Linked DNA regions of Mus musculus: region 1 is linked to region 2. Evidence: chromatin contacts called from public Hi-C data. All regions are on one chromosome and are shown on one strand. The core of a region is the stretch at or near the end of the contact, and the rest is flanking DNA. Distances in the headings are between cores, read along the strand shown.

Region 1 (5,776 bases), core at 786-3,285, 480 kb after region 2:
TTCCTTTGCAGGAAAAAAAAATCTTATTTGTTTTAACAAGCAAGTACAAGATTCCTCTCTTATGCTTTATGCCTTTCTACTAAGGAACATTCCAGGCCTTTCTTCCTTTTACCTCTAATAAGATAGCACACTGCCTCTCTTACAGGCCTCATTTGCATTACAGCACTGGACCACACAACTGATGTACACTTGAAATACACTTGGGAAAGTGTCTTCCAACATCTTAAAATAGCCAAGTAACTCTTCAGTTTGGGGACAGTCCATGAATTCCCCATCTGTGCCATAATAACACTTCCCTGAATACTCTACTGCAGAATTTATGGAGCGTTTTTGTTTGTTTGTTTGTTTATTACCTTATTTGATTTCTAAAACAGTATTCGGTAACTCAGCCATCTTTGACGAGGGCCTAACACATATCAGGTACTGGGGTAGGGACACAGATGAAATTCTGAACAAAGTGGTTTAAGCCAGCAATATTCCAGGACTGATTTTCCTATCTTCATTTATACCTATTTCAGAGACAGACTGACTAATAATGATTGTTTCATTATATTCAAAGAGCCAGAACTCAAACTCAGGCTTCCCTTTCCTAACAGAGACTCTCTTTGCATGGCTGTCAGCATTGAAGCCACCGTGGAAAACTCTGAGAATCTCCTCTGAGTTCACTGATCAAATGACCCAATGCCAATTCAAATGTCAATGGAGTAGACTGAGAAGTATGCAAAAATCCGGCAAATGACAGCAAAAGCCATCTTGAGAAGCTTTACAAATGTTTGTGTGTGTGTGTGGGGGGGGGGCGGTGTAAGGAAAGGCCCAAACCGAAATGGTGAACAACAGCAGCAGCCATGTGACAGTAGACCCCAGAAAGGTGTTTTAAGCTGTACAAAGCACTGCTTGACATAAGCATCCAGGTTCAGCTGAGAACAGAACTCCTTGTTGATTGGCTGTGCTGGACTAGTCCCGGTGTGGACTAGCTTTGGCCTCAACTCAAACAAATGGTCAGTAGGGTTCTCACAAGGTGGTAGGACAGGCATGGCATGGGCAGAGATGCTGGCCTGAGTAAGGGTATCCTCTTTTATGCCTACCACACCGTGTGCTATTGCTTCTGGTATCAGAGCCCTGTGTGAACCTGAAGGCACTTGGATGTTAAGGTGAGGCAGCTACTCTAATAGCTAGTCAACTGACTTTGGAGGTTAGGAAAGTGGACTTTTGTTCCTCATTCTCTTCTCAGCCCAATTCGTGGGGGATGAGCTAAACCTTCAGGAAGTCACTTGAAGCCTGGGGGTCCTTCATTGTTGGCTTTGCTCCCCCATCTCTTTCCTTCTATGTCGTACTCAAGGTGAGGTCTAGAGGTTTTCTATCTTATCTCTTGTCTTCTTTCTTGGTTACAACCTAGTCATGGCCATACTTAATTACAAGCCGTCCTGGGAAGACATACACTGTTTAACAAACTATCTCTGTCATGGCCTGCAATATGCAGAATCAGGAGATGGAGAGAATGGAGACATTATACACATGTGGCAGGACACGACAGGATTTGCTCAGAAGCTATCAGAAGCCCCCCTGAGCAGGTGAGGCACAGAGCCAACAAGTCCGCGAGGCATCTAGAGGAGCGGTACTTTCTGATCAAATGCTTGGAAAGGGAATTATAGTGACTAATTATAATTAAAAGATGTACTTAGATTTAAATAAAAATTGATTCCAGCCACGAGAAAATGGACAAGAGAGCATCCCAGCTCTGCTCTTAAAATCATAGCAAATAGAAGCTTAGCCAGCCAGACAACTTCCAGTTTCAGTGAGTACCATGTGGTTTACTTACGCTGACAACCAAAGCCCTGAGCAGACCCTCACAATAACCCCAGGACAACAACATGGCAGAAAATTATCACTCCCGTTTTAGAAGTGGAAAAACCTATGAGGATAGAGGTTACTCAGGGCTACGCAGCAAATGAGACGAATTTGCAGCTCAAACCCACACTGTGTCTTTCCACAATTACACAGATTCTCCCCAGCACAGAGATGTTGACCACACTTCAGGAAGTTGACTCAGTTCCAGCTCTGGACAAGAGGCCAGAATCCAGCGACATTTCCCTTAATCACTGCCCTTCTGCCTCCCTGACTGTTAGAATCAGTGGCGCTCCTCCGCGTTCAGAGAGCATGTACGCATTAGCTGTCATGCAATGTGTGCAGCATCTGACAGCCCTAATATCACTGTTTGTATTATCAGACAATTACCAGCCACGCTCGTATTCATAATTTGACTAACAACTCGCGACAATGATTATTTTTTCCTTTTCTGGCAAAACAAATATAGAAGCATTTTCTTTTGAGCATCAGCGCTGATGCTTTTTGGCATTCTATCAGCTAAAGGATTTTTTTTTTTTTTCAAAAAAAAAAATGTTAGTCGTACTCCCCCACATCTCGCTAACTTTACAGTCCCCCATGGCATCTGTGTGCAGTGAACTGAGCTGTTGAGACTAAATGTAATTTGCAATCAAGCTTCTGTTAACATGGAAATGTACCGGCTGGCCTGCTGCAATATGGGTTCTCATTCTGTCTAGCATATGGTTGCATTAAATCCAGTCTCCAGAATGTCTCTTGTTACCACATTGTCAATCCGTGCAAAGCAGAGAACCCTAAAAAACCACTAAAGGAACATATTTTTGGAATTGGCGCTTCTATGGATCTTGACAAGAGCTGTCCAAAGACATACTTGGTTACTTGAAGTGAACCAGCCCTGTCAGATCCATGAACACATACATACTGACACACCGCAAACTTGAAACTTGGTTGGATGGGCTGTAGTCACAAGCATAGGGATTCCACTGGAGGACAAAGGGGAGGTGATGAACTCAGCTCCATTAATTACTATGTAATCCTTTTCTTACTATTTCAATATTCTAGGAATCTCAGAGTAGTTAGAGTTGGACGGGGCCTGAGCAGTCTTTGTGGCTAGTAGCATAGGCTCTAGATTAGATAGGCCTATGTTTGAACCTTACATCTCATCGCTCATAGTTTAGTGATTTTGGACACTTGAAAGTTTTTGTGCCTGAGTTCCATCACTTATGAAATGGAGGGGAAGCTGGACTCTCATCACAGCTGAGAGTATTTTGGACTATTAATGACTCAAGCACTGTGCTTACCTCTATAAGTGATGACCATTTGAGCAAAGTCTTCCTCGACATCTCCACTCTGAGATCAGGTGCCTCTGTATTTCTCACAGTATCTCTTTCTGTTTGCTCACATTTTCTTTCTTGTTTTGCTACCCTCTGGTGTCCAGGATCTCTGGCCATTCTAAGGTGATCTGCTCATAACTAAAACGTTTGTGTTTGACTTGGCAGGACCTGTAGGTTTAATCTGCTGCTCTCTTCCAGGGACTTGCTTGCCCTGTGGTCTTTTATGAGACAATGTTGATCCCCACAGCAGGCTGACGTGTACTTGATGATGTCTGGGCTGCACTTGACACTGCAGCCCAGGCTGAGCATGGTGTCATGATGCTGTGATACAGCCTCGTCCTATGGGGTAAGGAGTAGATTCGCCTGCTTTCTTCAGCACAGCCGCAGAGGACCGATGTGCACACAAGTTCACCATGCTGTGTACATAAATGAACCACTCCTTGGAACAGTCACAAAAAGCAGTTCTGAATGTATCATTTTATACTTTAAATGGTGGGGCAGTCCCCATGACAAGGGGTCCCTGTGGAGTGTTGTGGAGGGAAAAATATAGAAGAGCAATTCCCATAGTTGTCCATATAGTGTGTGTGTGTGTGTGTGTATATATATATATATATATATATATATATATATATATATATATATATATATATATATATAATTGTTGACTCTCCAAGAAGAAAACCAAAAGGTTTATGAGGCAGCAAAATGCTGACACGTAATACCCCAGTGTTTGAGGAGTAGTTCTGGAGGCCAGGTGAAGCTGGATAAAGTGCTCTAGTTCTAAGTTAGTTCATCTATTGAAAAATGATATATCCATCAACGATATATCCAGCGAGTTGTTCCACAACAGAGAATCTGGCAGATGTATTCAAGTCAATAAGGTACCAGGTGATCTGATATAGAAAGCAGTGAAGACCAGGAAGCTGAGACAGTGCTCTCACCCTAACTTGAATGGGCAGAAGTGGGGAGAGTACCTTGGCCAGATTTTAAGTGACTTTGCAAAACCTGTTAAGGGATTGATATATCTGGAGATCTCAAACCAATGAATAATATGCTAATTTAGCAAGAGGCTGAATTGTCTCTAAATTTTATTCTTTTCCTAAACTATTTCTCTAAGTGTGCTGTGCCCAGTGCTCCATCTTCAATTATTGCTAAATAATCAGATTCCATCTATTAAAGTTCATTTCCTCGTCCACACTGTTCCCAGCTCTGACATGGTATCTGGGGTGGTTTTCATGACATCCTCTGGACCTTGATGGAGTGTGCTGATTCTGTGGTACTTGAGATCAGCAGCTTCAGGAGGTTCAGATCTCAGTCCCACAAGGTGCAAGGGATGGAGTTGCTCTGAGGAAAGTCTCACCCGAAGGTGTGACAGGGTGAGTCAGCCCACGATGAACATGGGCTTCGGCTTCTGGTGGCATGCTCTCATGGAGATCACAGAAGTCAGCGTTCTGTTGGGCTGCTGGGCTTAGTGCTCAGGCAGAGTGGAAAAACTCATTAGCTTGGCTTAATTAGAGAACTTCCAAAGTACTTTAATGTCAGCCTGCTTCCTACCACCTCATTAATGTATTCAAAAGATTTTTACACCTTTAATGTGGGAATGATTTTCTTAATTCTCTCAGCACCAAAATGCCACAGAGTCAAGCTACTGAGCTAAAGAACAAACAGCACAATTATGTCAGTGGAAGTTGCAAGTCTTTGAACCAATAGAATTTGGTATTACGAAAGATGGGATTTTGGGCTCAGTTTTCTGCCCATGCCACACAAAGGCAGGTAGTTTAACACCATTGCAATTACTTAGACCACCCTTCTTTTTCAGTGCATTTTAGAGTTTGTAGTAATCTTTTCCATTAACCAGTAGATTCTCATAAGATGCTAATGAAGATTTGGGGCGGGTGTTTTCTTCCTTGCGCAGATGAGATATTAAGACTCAGAGTCAAACACTGAGTGGGGGTGGGGAGGTCATTCTCCAAGATTAAGGTTGACAACAGGAATAGAGACCTCAAGCAGAAGTAAAAAGAGATACTCTCCTGTCAGGAATAAATAGGGGCCTTGGGAGGCAAAGCTGGTTTTGAGGGAACAGTGGCAGATATAGTTTAAGATGTATTGTGTGAGGCTGTCTGAAGACCCTGGAATGGGATGAATATAGTCCTGCATCTGCCCCTTGCTGGACATGCATAGTCTTTACAACCTGCTGAAGCTGAGTGTTTTTGCTGCATCAAGATCTCCCTGAGTTATCCTGAGAGATTATGTTAGTCCAACCTAAATATATCTGTATAGTCCACAGCTCTCCTATTTTTCAGAGCCCAGCACAGCCTTAGATAACACTGGCTTCATATTGTGCTTTCCTAACCTGTGTCTTCTTTGATGTCCACAGCCCTTCTGGGCAACATGTCTCCTGCCAGTTAGGAAATGAAACTCTGTTAAGATGTAGAATGTACCCAGTGGCACAGACAGCTAACAGCTTGGCAGCAGGGATTGGTCCCTAGGCTGGTGACTCTTTGCCAGGTCCTATTTCATTGTTTCCAGTACCACTTTCTTGAGTCTCAATTACACTCTTCATTTTATTCTCTCTATGTTTCCCCCCCCCCCATCCCAGG
Region 2 (5,664 bases), core at 2,912-5,411:
GTGCCTGGAAAAAAATGAACATCTAACTGTGGGTTTTTTTTTTGTGTGTGTGTGTGTGTGCCAGGATTACACAGGAAATGATGAAATTTCTCTTTCAGCTCATATTCTAGTCTTAATATTAATTTTATTATAGAGAGACAGTAAGACAATGATAAGCAGTTATCCCTGCTCTGATTCATGATAAACTGTCTAGTTATCCTGACTCTCCTTTGCCCTTGACCCTTTGCCTTCTTCAAGTCAGACAGACTCCTGGACTGAATTTGCCTTGGTGATACTTTTCATGGCTGTGGTGTCAGGAGTTAAGGATTAAAGTGACCCACTGAGGGAGAGTCTTTGAAGAAATGACATTTGGACCAATGCTGAAAGGATAGGGTGTATTAGTTCTATGTTGGGAATGAAAACTGTCACAGGCAAAAGAAACAAGGGTGACTTCAGGTCCCCTGGGCTTGGCGTTTACAGGGACAGAAGGAGGGAGGTGAAGCTTTGCCATTAGAGGAGAATAGAGTAAAATGGCGGGGCCATGCCCCACCCCCAACCCCAGCACTCTGCACAGTTTTCTTGAGGGGACAGTTTAACTGGGAAGGGCCCTTAGCATGCACGCAGCAGTGTGCTCAGTGAGCTCAGACTGGAGGTTAGGTGGGGTGAAAGGAAGAAAAAGAACCAAGTTAGCACAGGCATTTTCTCTGCCTAACTTCTCCTCAGCATGGTGGACTGAAGCTATGAAACTATGAGCTGAGGAAGTCCTTCCCACTCAGGTTGCGTTTGCCAGATATTTTTTGATGCATTTATTTAAAAAAAAAAAAAGAATCCCCTTTGTATGGATTTGGCAAGCTCTCAGGATTCGAGCATCTGCTCACTTGTTCCCCTTCCTGATTCATGAATGGCTCCTCACCCTAGAATCCCCACTTTTGAAGGAACTAGGTCTTTTCTACCAGAGTCAGATATGATTGAGTGTAGATCATGCTAAGCAAGAAACCTGAGTACCGAGGGGAGTACCTCTCAGGGACAGTGCTGAAGAGCCCCCGGATGTGCTAGGGCGTTTCCATGGGATGCTCTCTTCTACTGTGGGCCTTTGGTCGCTCTGCAAGTGTGTGTGGATTCTACTTAGACCTTGAATTTTTACTTTGTAGCATATTGAGACTCAGGGAAATTAGACCAAAGACTTTACCCTTCCTTACCTATTACATTTTTACTGAAAAAAAAAAAGAATGAAAGAAAGAAAAGAAGAAGAAGAAGAAGCGGAAACTGCTCACTAATGTGCAGTGATTCTGAAATCAGTCCACTTTTGACTTCAGGAAACCCTCGTGCATTAAGCTACTGAGGGTCCAACTTAATATGACGATGATGAATGATGGCCAGGCAGGCTTATTAGTTCTTTGTCTAACAGAGGACATCAGGAAATCCATTTTTCTTGCTCAGTGGTTTTCAGCCTTCCTAATGCTGTGATCCTTCAATACAGCTCCCCATGTTGTGGTGGCCCCAACCATAAAATTATTTCTGTTGCTGCTTTGTAACTGTAATTTGTCTACTGTTATGAATTGTAATGTAGATATCTGATATGTGATTCCCCTCCCTATGAAAAGGGTCACCACCCAAAGTTTGAGAACCACTGGTCTAGTCTGCCTTTACCAGGCAGTTAAGATTTGTGTGTTGCGTAAGATTGGTGGGTTGTGGGACAGAGGAAACAGAATGGCAGAGAGAAGAAAGTTGGTGGTCACCTGGAAGCCCAGGGCGGAGTACTGCTGAGCTGCAGCCTGTGTCCTGAATCACAGCATCGCCAAGTGAGCAGCAACAACTTGTGACAAAGCCCCAAATGACCACAAACACTTATTTTTTTCCAAAAGTATAACCCTGCTTTGTGCCTTTACATTAATCTTTTTGTATATTTAAAGAATAAATTATAAACAGATGAGAAAAATGAAATGTTAAAATGTGGTGTGATAGCCAGCCCATTTATATTTGAAATTTAGAGTCAGTTGAGCAAAATGAATGTTGCATTTACTAATCACATTTCCTATTGATACAAAACAAATCTGCCTTGAAAGAGAATTAAATAAATGATTAACTACCCAAAGCCACCATTTCTGGAACCTTTGAATGGAACATGGAGTTACTTTCCTATAGGAGAAGCACGAGTGAGGGAGCCTTGGCTAGGGATGGTGGAAAGTGTTGGGTGGGAAAGCGTGTATGTGCGAAGCTGATCACATGACAAGGCCGGGCTGCTTACCCTTCTGTGGCATCTCTGAGTTCTCTGAAAGACTGCTCTCTGAGTCAGACACCAGCATTCTTTCCCTCCTCCCCTCGCTCTATTATCCTCCCTCCTTCTCTCATATTTCCACAAATACTTATTTTCAAAAAAAAATAGCCAGGTATGGTATTGTATAAGTGTAATCCCATTACTCAGGAGGCAGAAGCAGACAAATCTCTGAATTCTAGGCCAGCTTGGTCTCCATCAAGAGTTCCAGGTCAGCCAGAACTACACAGTGAGACCCTATCCCAGAAAGAAAAACAGAGGTGGGGGGAGAGGCGCCATCTTTAGCAAGCGGAGGGAGTCGTTGGTGTCTGATTCTAATCTTAGCAGTAAGATTTCTGACTCAAGCACAGACAGAATCAGGGTTGAGGTTTTCCTATTCAAAGATAGAACCAGGGTGGAAGGGATAATTTAATTGGTCCAGTAGTTGTTGAAAGTATAAGGACCAAAGTTCAATTCCCAGCACCAACATAAAAGACAGGCATGGCAGTGTAAGCCTCTATTCCCATTGCTGTGCAGGCAGAGACAGGAGTGGGCAAGCCAATGTGTAACTGAGGCCTAGCTGCTGACTCTGAGAGGTCAAGTCTCAGAAAGTAGTGTGATCAGTAGAGGATGACACCTGACATTGTCCTCTAGTTTAAACACACAAATGCATGCACACAAGCACATTCAAGCATGTTTAGACACATGCACACACATATTAAGCATTCACATATACACACATATGCACACACAGCAGAATTCTATATTTCTCTTTTGATTATTAACAAATTACATGGTCCTAAAGAATTCCTGGAAATTGAAACATAGTTTTCTCAGGGAAATTCTAGAACACAACAATTATCTCAAATGTTATTTCAGTGATAAACTCATGACACTTTAGATTCTCAGACAACATGTAAGTGTTGACCCTGTTTTTCTAAGAAGCCATCTTGTCCATTCACAAGCAACTTGAGACCCTGGAGAATGACTCTCCAAGGCCTCGCAGCATAGGAGACATTGCAGAATAACTCTGAAACCTCCCAGGTTGAGAGAGCAGCTAAATGTTCAGATTGGTTCATCATTTTCATTGATGAAATAGCTGCAGATTTTGTGTGATATGAGCTTGTACCCTTTATGTCTCTTCCTCTTCAGTGAAGCTTGAATTGAGGTGTCGTATGGCCAGGCTACTATAAGAAATACCACAGCCTGCTGGACCGTTACACAGCAGACATTCACTTTCTCACACACCTAGAGGTTGACAAGCCTGAGATCAAGGTTTTTCGAATCATAACTTAGTGCCTCTCAACATTTTCATACATATTGTGACTACACCTTTCCTGACCACCTTCCCACACATCTTAGCATTGCAAATGCTTTCTGTAGAAAAAAATCAAAGTGACTTAGTGTTTCTTCTAGTAATGTTGATTTTTAAAATGGGTTAGTATTGTCATTATTAAAATTTTGTAAAATTTCCTTGCAGAATATCCAAGATTTATTAATGCCATATAAAATTTAAGATTATCCTTAAATGGGAGGAAATTTCTATCAAGTTTCTTCGACTTGTGAGGTTAGAAATTTATACCATTAGCAGAGGTGCAGAAACTTGTGCATTGCACTCTGTGTGGCTCACATTGAATGAATTATGTGGTGCTGTACTTATAACTACTGAGCACTTTCTAGGTTAGAAACCTGAACTCTTTACATGTCACAGACACGGTCCTCCATGTACACTCTGTGAATATGCATGTAAATTTGACCACAGTTCTAATCTTATTCTCTCCATCTTCACTCTGCCTGCTGTCTCCTTCTGCAGCATACTCCCTCTGTTGGGTGTTACAAAACACATTCTTATCACATGACTTTTGACTCTATGGGTCAATGAACCCAATGACAGCAGAACCAGGAATAGTCAAAACAGTCTAGGAACTCATCCCTGTGACATAAGTGGCAGACACGAACTGACATTTGCATTGTCAGCAAACCATATTAAAGTAGCTTGTTATATTCAGCTAAATATGCCTGAGCCAGCAAAATAGCTCAGTGAATAAAAGTGACTTGCCACCAAGACTGGCAACCTGAGTTCAATTCCTGCGACAAGATGGTGGAAGGAAAAGACTGATTGCCACAAATTGTTCTCTGATCTCCATGTGTGCAATTTGGCACATTTGAGTGTGTTAGCCCTCTCTGTGTCTATCTCTCTGTCTCTGTCTCTCTGTCTGCCTCTCTCTTTCTCTCTTACACACATACATATACACATAAATGCACATACTTAGACATATGCACCAAATAAAAAATACATTGAAAGAAGAAAACACATCTCCGTCATGTTCCCTATTAAACTCACACATTCACATGAACATGTGACCAAATGCAATGGAAAGGCCCTCATGGCTATACTTCTCAGCCCACACTCGGTACTTTATAAGCAACCATAGTGCCCCCTTCCCCATGTTTCCATTCCTTTCTTGTCCATCCATGTCTGCTTAAGGGGTTTGTGCTTCTCTGGGAACGCACTTCGAAGCCATTCCTTCTCTGACTACTCCTCCCTGCTCGCTCTTATTGCTTCATTACACTTCGGAGGTATTTTGATTTTTAGTGCACACAATATTGCATACCCCATTTGAGGGCTGAGGCACATATTCTGGTGTTGGCTACAGAGGGGAGGGCGTGAATAATGACAGTCTGTGAGAGAGGCTGCAGATGTCATGCTCACTCAGCTGAGTGGTCAGAGAAGACTTCTCTAGGCAGTTCCCTTTATTCTGATCTAAAGGGAGTCTGGATGATATCTTGGAGACTTGGAAGAGGTGAATGCTGCCCCACACTGTTGTGCCAGATGTCACAGTACTTCTTGAGGACTTACTCTGCAGTTGTACCAGTTTCATTCTCTTGTCTAAGACAATTGCAGGACAAATGAGAGGGGACACCCGTCACTTGTGACACCTCATTGCCTCGATTGCTATGCCCCTGCTTTCAATGCTTGAGAATATCCAGTCTGATACCTGTTCTGAGGGCTCTCTTTTAGTTCTTTAACAACCTGAAGAAACTTCTCCCAAGACTTCGTGCCTAAGCACTGAGACCATAGAAAAGAATACTTATCAGCCCCCTAGTAATCTCTTCCCATTTTCTCCCTCCAGTGCTGACCGTGCCTCAGAATCTGTGCTTTTTCCTATTCCCCATTTGCCTGATCTATTGACTCATCCACCCCCTCAGTCAGCCTGTAGCAGAGCTTTCCCTGGCACGGAGGGAGGGCAGTCTAGCAGTGTATCTCATTTGCATGCATCCCAGGCAAGCCATTGGCTCAGCATTACCCAGTGTGACCGGAACCAATAGAGACATTTGAATATTTATACTTTGCATAATTATTCCTGCTCAGACCAGTCTGTTTGTATTTTAATTTTTATGAATGAGATATATGCAACTGCCAGCTTATT

The links. A called contact is a pair of places that touch in the nucleus more often than the background predicts.
Region 1: a Hi-C map of bone marrow-derived macrophages shows a contact between it and region 2, with 14 read pairs. The contact joins two enhancer-like sites. A contact is called at or near these places in 2 of 484 Hi-C or Micro-C datasets (3T3-L1-derived adipocytes and bone marrow-derived macrophages) and 1 of 115 datasets of contacts at active chromatin or transcription factors (fibro-adipogenic progenitors).

The regions. Positions count from the first base shown.
Region 1 is chr16:25,253,281-25,259,056 of GRCm38.p6, forward strand. No RefSeq gene overlaps it. Among named protein-coding and RNA genes, the nearest start is that of Tprg, 31 kb to the right of the region's middle. Within about 2 kb of position 2,036, at least 33 of the 459 cell types and tissues checked have an H3K27ac peak or open chromatin away from gene starts, as enhancers often do. A contact at or near this core is called in bone marrow-derived macrophages, where this site is marked.
Region 2 is chr16:24,773,135-24,778,798 of GRCm38.p6, forward strand. All of the region lies in intron 8 of Lpp (LIM domain containing preferred translocation partner in lipoma), which reads left to right. Among named protein-coding and RNA genes, the nearest start is that of Mir28a, 52 kb to the right of the region's middle. Within about 2 kb of position 4,162, at least 15 of the 459 cell types and tissues checked have an H3K27ac peak or open chromatin away from gene starts, as enhancers often do. A contact at or near this core is called in bone marrow-derived macrophages, where this site is marked.